Regions from separate parts of the Mus musculus genome. Here region 1 is linked to region 2. A link is a contact called in public Micro-C data. All regions are on one chromosome and are shown on one strand. The core of a region is the stretch at or near the end of the contact, and the rest is flanking DNA. Distances in the headings are between cores, read along the strand shown.

Region 1 (3,402 bases), core at 342-2,841, 140 kb before region 2:
TACCGAGGAGCCTAATAACCCCTGAAACATGGCTGCCCCACCCAACCCAGGGCTGGGGAGGGAGAAATCAGCTCAAGTACAGAGGTCTCAGGTGCCCTAGAAAACGTCATAGAAGATTTCAGGCATGAGAAACACTTGAAACTGTATAGAATAAAACACACACGTATATATTACACACACATATTATACATTCACACACATATTACACTCACACGTATTACATATGCACATATCACACGTGTGCATAGAAGTTGAGATCAATCTTCAACATACAAACATACATACATACACAAATGGTCATTTACATGTGTATTAAGCGTGTGTGTGCATTGGGTGGGTCGTGTGCATATGTATGCACATGTATTGAGATGAAAGAGGTTGACACTGGGTGCCTTCCTGTGTCACCTCCTACTTTAGGTGTAAGACAGGGCCTCTCACTGAACCTGGAGTTCAACAGTTTGGCTAGGCTGGCTGGCCAATGAGCGCCCAGAATCTGCCTGTCTCTGCCTTCCTCTCCATCAGTAGAGGTTCAGGCACATGCCAGCACCCCCACATGCAGTGCCTGAGCTATGCACTCTGGTGCTCACGCGTCACCCATTGGGCCAGCTCCCCACCCCCAAGGAATTCTTCCTCCTAACATTTTCATTGGAATTCCAGAGGTCATTTTTAACATTATAACATTGTTAAGAAATCCCATCCATGATTTGATCATCCTGGGTCACAGGACCGAGGCCCACATTTATCTCTTCCTGTCTGAGAATCAGTTTGAGGTCCAGCATCCAGAAACATGGGCAAGCACTGGTGAGCCACCCTGGAAGATGCTAACAAGTGCCCCAAGCTTGGGGTGAAGGGGGTGCTCTAACTAACATTTCAAAACTTTAGTAAAGTCACTCATTTAGAAATCTGACTATCGTAACACCCCCCTTTTTCCCTATTTCTAGGAAATATTTTCAAGAAGCGTGTGATGTCCCTGAACCGGAAGAGAAGTTTAATATGGACAAATACACGGATTTGGTGACCGTCAGCAAGCCAGTTATTTATATCTCCATAGAAGAAATCATCAATACACATTTAGTAAGTGGGTCAAAGAGGGGTCTCGGCCCCAGACCCTGGACAGACAGCCATTCACTGGGAAGTGCCTAGTCCCAGCAGAAATTGCCTGTGCGCTTGGGTCTGTTTTTAAACCCAGTGGGCTTCTCCCATAATTATTCCCTGGCTCTCAGACCTTAGTAAAACCCTTCCCAAGCAAGACAGTTGAGTTAACCTTTGCAATACAACATGATATAGGAACAGTTTAAACCCAAGAGAAGCCCAAGGCCGGCATTCGCTCGCCCACCGGAGCTGTGCTGTCTAGACCCGCCTGCTTCCGCCCCTCTGGGAGTGCTCTGCTCTGTTTTTGCAGACATTTTCTGATAAACAGAGACTGTTCTCCCTCTTCTGATGCTGGGATGTGCATCACTTAATCTTAGCCAAAAGGTCAGGAAGTGAAGCGGCTTAGAAAAGGGGGTGGGGTGGAAAACCGCTATGCAGCTATGTGGGCAGATAAGGAACCCCCTCCTGCAGGGATGGGTTGCCATTGTTTTAAAACCAGGTTTCTTAGAATTTCAGACAGTGCCTGGGTCACATGCAAGCATCCCAATCAGCCATCTGCACTCCCGCAGTGACTGACCCCAGGAAGGAACTGGGGAAGCCTTGGGTGGCTTTCCATCCTTTATGATAAGGAGAAGCTGGGCAACAGAGGTTGTGTTGCTAATTGGAGCTTAGTTTGCTTTCAAATGCAATTGGAATTAAGTTTGGTTTGTGGAATTTATTTATTTATTTATTTATTTATTTATTTATTTATTTATTTTCAAGGCAAGACTGTCACTTGCTAGCTAGCTCTAACTGGATTCAAATTCAAGATCCTCCTGTTTCTGCCACAGGCATGCACCTCCACAGTGTAGCACAATATCACCTAATTCAGTCAGAATGGGGCGGGGGGTTATAGCTCAGGCTAGACCCAGAAATGACTATGTAGCTCAGGCTAGCCTCAGACTCACTATGATCTTCTCTAAGATACTCCCAAGTGGTAGGATTACAGATATGAGCCACCGGGCTCAGCTGGGGATTAGGTTTGGGAAAAGCTAACTTTTTCGTGAACAATTTTAAGCTTTGCTAGTCTAAACAGGGACCTGGGATGGTTCAGAAACGTACCCCAGGCCCCCCAGAGATCCTACATCCTAATGATCCCAGAGATTCATGTCCACACCAACATTCTAGAAATCCAGATATTTCAGTGAACAATAAATCCGACTTTGTGTTGGTTGTACTCAGCACTAAAGGTTGCCTCCCTAGCATCGAACCTTCAGAAGTCAGACCCCAGTACTTTAGACCACCTAGACGTGGGGTGCGCTGTCTGCTTGGACGTCTATCTTCATCATGAAGCACTTTCACAGCTTGGATGTGGGTTTGGAGGAAAGAAGGACCCAGTTTTAACTTTTGTCTTCCAAGGCTGAAACAGGGAATTTGTCTGGTGCTTGCCACAGACTCTCAATGTGTCCCAATTAAATGAGTGGACTTGAGTTCATCAGCCTCCTGTCCAACAATGAACTGCTTCCAAAAGTAACTTTGTAAGGAATAAGTACATAAGAACATGCACATTTTATATTTGACCCTATGGTGGGACATTATTTTTTTTCCATTTTTTATTAGGTATTTAACTCATTTACATTTCCAATGCTATACCAGAAGTCCCCCATATCCACCCACCCCCACTCCCCTGCCCACCCACTCCCCCTTTTTGGCCCTGGTGTTCCCCTGTACTGGGGCATATAAAGTTTGCAAGTCCAATGGGCCTCTCTTTCCAGTGATGGCCGACTAGGCCATCTTTTGATATATATGCAGCTAGAGTCAAGAGCTCCGGGGTACTGGTTAGTTCATAATGTTGTTCCACCTATAGGGTTGCAGATCCCTTTAGCTCCTTGGCTACTTTCTCTAGCTCCTCCATTGGGAGCCCTATGATCCATCCATTAGCTGACTGTGAGCATCCACTTCTGTGTTTGCTAGGCCCCGGCATAGTTTCACGGTGGGACATTATTTAACCCAAATAAATACGGTCATTTTGGTTGCGTGCTTGCAGGAAGGAATGTGGACATGCAGAAGTGGCGAGACATTCCCTTTGAGTGTGAGGTTCTTTCTCACGGGTGGCAGAGAGAAAAATGTTAGTGAGTTCACTTCGACCGCTGGGATTTAAAGAGAATAGCCTGCTCCTGTGCTGACAAGAATTGAAAACAGAACAGGTCCTGGGGACAGGGCTGGGGACTGACTTGAAGTGCCTTTGTGCTGGATTGGGAGCAGCTGTAACAGGCCAGTGCGTCACAGCCCAGTCTGTCTGTCGTCTGAGTGAGGAGGCGTCTGTGGCAG
Region 2 (3,467 bases), core at 872-3,371:
CAGCTGTTGAGTCTGCAAACACATCATTACTGTTTCCTTGAGCTGCTTCAATGTTAGTCAGTCCTGGTTCTGGCTTAAAAAAACACTCCAGAGAACCAACATGCATTCTGTATAGAAGGGTATTTTGTGCAATATTCCATTATGGATCTATGTACTAAGTACTGGGTTACCGTGCAGAACATATTCTTCATGGAGTTACCTAATTCAGTATCTGAAGAACATTGTAATATTCAGGAATAATCTTTCTTGAGACATGTATCCCAGGCTGGCCTCAAACTCACTATGTAGCTGCAGGCACCCTTGGATTTACAATTATCCTGCCTCTACCTCCTGAGTCTTGGGGTTACAGTGTCTGGTACACAATAGGCAAACACTCTACCAATTGAGCTACATTCCCCATCTCCTTAGGAATATTTGTTTTAATTTTTTAATTAATTAACTAGAGATGGGAGCTCTATATAGCCCTGGCTGGCCTGGAATTCTATAATTCTATCAAGCTGGCCTCAAAATCATAGAGGTCTATTTGCCTCTGCCTCCAAAGTCCCATACTAAAGGCATATGCCGCTACACCTGGCTTTGTTTTAAAATTGTTAAGTGATTTATGTATTTTATGAATGAGTAGTCTATCTGCATGGCACCTGTATGCCAGAAGAGGACATCAGAACTTATTATAGATGGCTGTGAGCCACCATGTTGTTGCTGAGAATTGAATTCAGGACCTCTGGAAGAGCAGCTAGTCCTCTTAACCGATGAGCCCTCTCTCCAGCCCTTGTTTTAATTTTTTCTTTTAATCTTATTTAATATATGAGTGCTCTGTTGCATATACATCTGCAGACCAGAAAGAGCATCAGATCCCATTACAGATGGTCACGAGCCACCATGCGGTTGTTGGGAATTGAACTAAGGACCTCTGAAAGAACCAGTGCTCTTAACCGCTGAACCATCTCTCCAGCTCTCTGCCCCCATTTTAATTTTTAAAAAGTGCTTTTTTTTTTGGACAGTTATAGAAGAAATAGAAACAATATATATGTTTACGTCAAATGCTTTTATTTTCCTAAGGCCACTGTGATGAGCAGAGCTATAAAACAACAGATGCTACTCTCTGGGTTCTGAGGTGAGGGGTCAGGAATGAAAGTGGTGGGGAAAGAGAATCTGCCCATCTCCAGCATCCGGTTGGGTGCTGCCATCTTTGGTGCCCCTTGGCACAGTGCCAGCCTTTGTTCCCATTGTCCATCATGTTGTTTACTCTGCTGTTTTCTCCTTTTCTGTCCCCAGCTTCCCTATGTCTTGTTAAAAGACCATTGTCATTGGACCGAGGGCCTGACTGGATAACCTGGATAGTGTTGTTAAGATCGTACCTTAGGGTTGCAAAGACCCTTGTCTACTGGGGATTAGGACTTGAACACCTTCTTTTTTGGGTAGGGAGCATCTTTATTTTTCTACAGTGGGTGGAAAGGGAACTGCTGATCTCTGTAACCTCCAGTGCTCCTCCCATTACCCCTGTGTCAGCGCAACGTGGTGAAGCCTACAGAAGCGAACGGTCCTGTAGAACCTGAGTCTGGAACCAGAAGCGGATCAGATAACTGAGCACACAATATATTAGAGAAAGTCAGGAGAGGTATACTGTCTTCCTTGTCAACGTGAACAATGTTCAGGTGTTTCCAGACGGTGGAGGCCTCAGTCTCATCATTAAAGTTAAATTCCTTAGCGTTCACCCTTCCTCCTTCAGGTCAGTGAGGGAATACAGGATGGGGCAGGATGAAGACTGGGCTTGCCCGTCACTGCTTGGTAGGGTTGTTCTGTTTCGCTTTGCTTTGGATGGAATCTCACTATGTCACCCAGGCTGGTCTCAGATTCCTTAAGTGAAAACAGTCCATTCACCTCAGCTTTCCAAATAGCTGAGACTATAGGCACAACCTACCACGCCCAGGGTTATTTGTGGTTTAGAATGTTCAATTCATGGTATGAAGGAAGCATCCTAAGTTAAAGCTTGCTGTTACACGCTCAAAAGTCAGAGCACATTTGGTCCTGATGCTAAAAGGCTTGCCTGCCAACTGAGCTCAGTGGGAGGATGTTTATGAAGCCAGCAGAGAGGTGGGGAATGCCTACCCATTATAGTATTTCTTGTGGGCGGACAAGGGAATGCCTCCTGGTTCTGGAATCTCCCTAGGCTGGCCCCTGGGGCAGGGTGTGGTTGACGGCTAGGTTGAATCTTGGCTTAAGGCCAGAGTAGGATAGAAAATGAGAACCAAGACAGCTGATGGCAAGACAAGGCTGCCTTACTCACCAAAGACTCGGGAAGAGTTACCACACAATCCTAGACTGATCTATCTATCTATCTATCTATCTATCTATCTATCTATCTATCTATCTATCTATCTATCTATCATCCATCTATCTGTCTTTACTAACTGACCAATCAAAGACTGCTGGTGGTTGTGTGATCAAATAAAAGAACTAATGAGTATAGCTACTTAAAGAAAATAAAATGAAACCCTGTCAGTCTTAAGATTTCTAGAAGTCGCTGTCCTATACGGAACCCAAAACTCTCACTGTTAATGAAATACCATTGTCGGGGCGAAGATGTAGCTCAGTGGTAAAATACTTGCCAGCACACACAAGAATTAGACTTCAACCGTCACCAACTGCCCTGTGTAGGACGGTCGGTCACTGAAAGAGAATATTGTCTGCAATACTCTAATGACATCTGTCTGTGTTCATCTGAAATGTTCCATTTAAAACACAGCAGCCTTACTGTTGGACCATTTATCTCAGTAATGATTCTGCTCCGCTTTCTTTGTACAGGACGCAACAACAGTAAAGGAAGAAGTCTTATTGGCAGATTAGAAACCCAGCCTCCAATCACTGGGAAAGGGGTTCCGGTAGAACCAGGCTTTTCCATCGATGAGTTCTCTGCGTCCATCCTCACCGGGAAGCTGACCACGGTCTTTCTTCCGGTCGTCTACATTATTGTGTTTGTGATTGGTTTGCCCAGTAATGGCATGGCCCTCTGGATCTTCCTTTTCCGAACGAAGAAGAAACACCCCGCCGTGATTTACATGGCCAACCTGGCCTTGGCCGACCTCCTCTCTGTCATCTGGTTCCCCCTGAAGATCTCCTACCACCTACATGGCAACAACTGGGTCTACGGGGAGGCCCTGTGCAAGGTGCTCATTGGCTTTTTCTATGGTAACATGTATTGCTCCATCCTCTTCATGACCTGCCTCAGCGTGCAGAGGTACTGGGTGATCGTGAACCCCATGGGACACCCCAGGAAGAAGGCAAACATCGCCGTTGGCGTCTCCTTGGCAATCTGGCTCCTGATTTTTCTGGTCACCATCCCTTTGTATGTCATGAAGCAGACCATCTACATTCCAGCATTGAACATCACCACCTGTCACGATGTGCTGCCTGAGGAGGTATTGGTGGGGGACATGTTCAATTACTTCCTCTCACTGGCCATTGGA

Evidence for each region. Hi-C and Micro-C count contacts between places; a contact is called where the count stands out from the background.
Region 1: a contact with region 2 is called in a Micro-C map of embryonic stem cells, with 3 times the contacts expected there. The contact joins two enhancer-like sites. A contact is called at or near these places in 1 of 39 promoter capture datasets (the 3T3-L1 cell line), 2 of 484 Hi-C or Micro-C datasets (both in embryonic stem cells) and 3 of 9 other capture datasets (adipose tissue, liver and pancreatic islet).

The regions. Positions count from the first base shown.
Region 1 is chr13:95,655,475-95,658,876 of GRCm38.p6, reverse strand. Iqgap2 (IQ motif containing GTPase activating protein 2) reads left to right here. Exons shown (of 36, transcript NM_027711.1): 28 at 942-1,074. The region is part of intron 1 of Gm52063 (a long non-coding RNA gene); the gene reads right to left. Among named protein-coding and RNA genes, the nearest start is that of Gm52063, 13 kb to the right of the region's middle. Within about 2 kb of position 1,591, at least 25 of the 459 cell types and tissues checked have an H3K27ac peak or open chromatin away from gene starts, as enhancers often do. A contact at or near this core is called in embryonic stem cells, where this site is marked.
Region 2 is chr13:95,513,620-95,517,086 of GRCm38.p6, reverse strand. F2rl1 (coagulation factor II (thrombin) receptor-like 1) reads left to right here. Exons shown (of 2, transcript NM_007974.4): 2 at 2,806-3,467. Among named protein-coding and RNA genes, the nearest start is that of F2rl1, 9.9 kb to the left of the region's middle. Within about 2 kb of position 2,121, at least 20 of the 459 cell types and tissues checked have an H3K27ac peak or open chromatin away from gene starts, as enhancers often do. A contact at or near this core is called in embryonic stem cells, where this site is marked.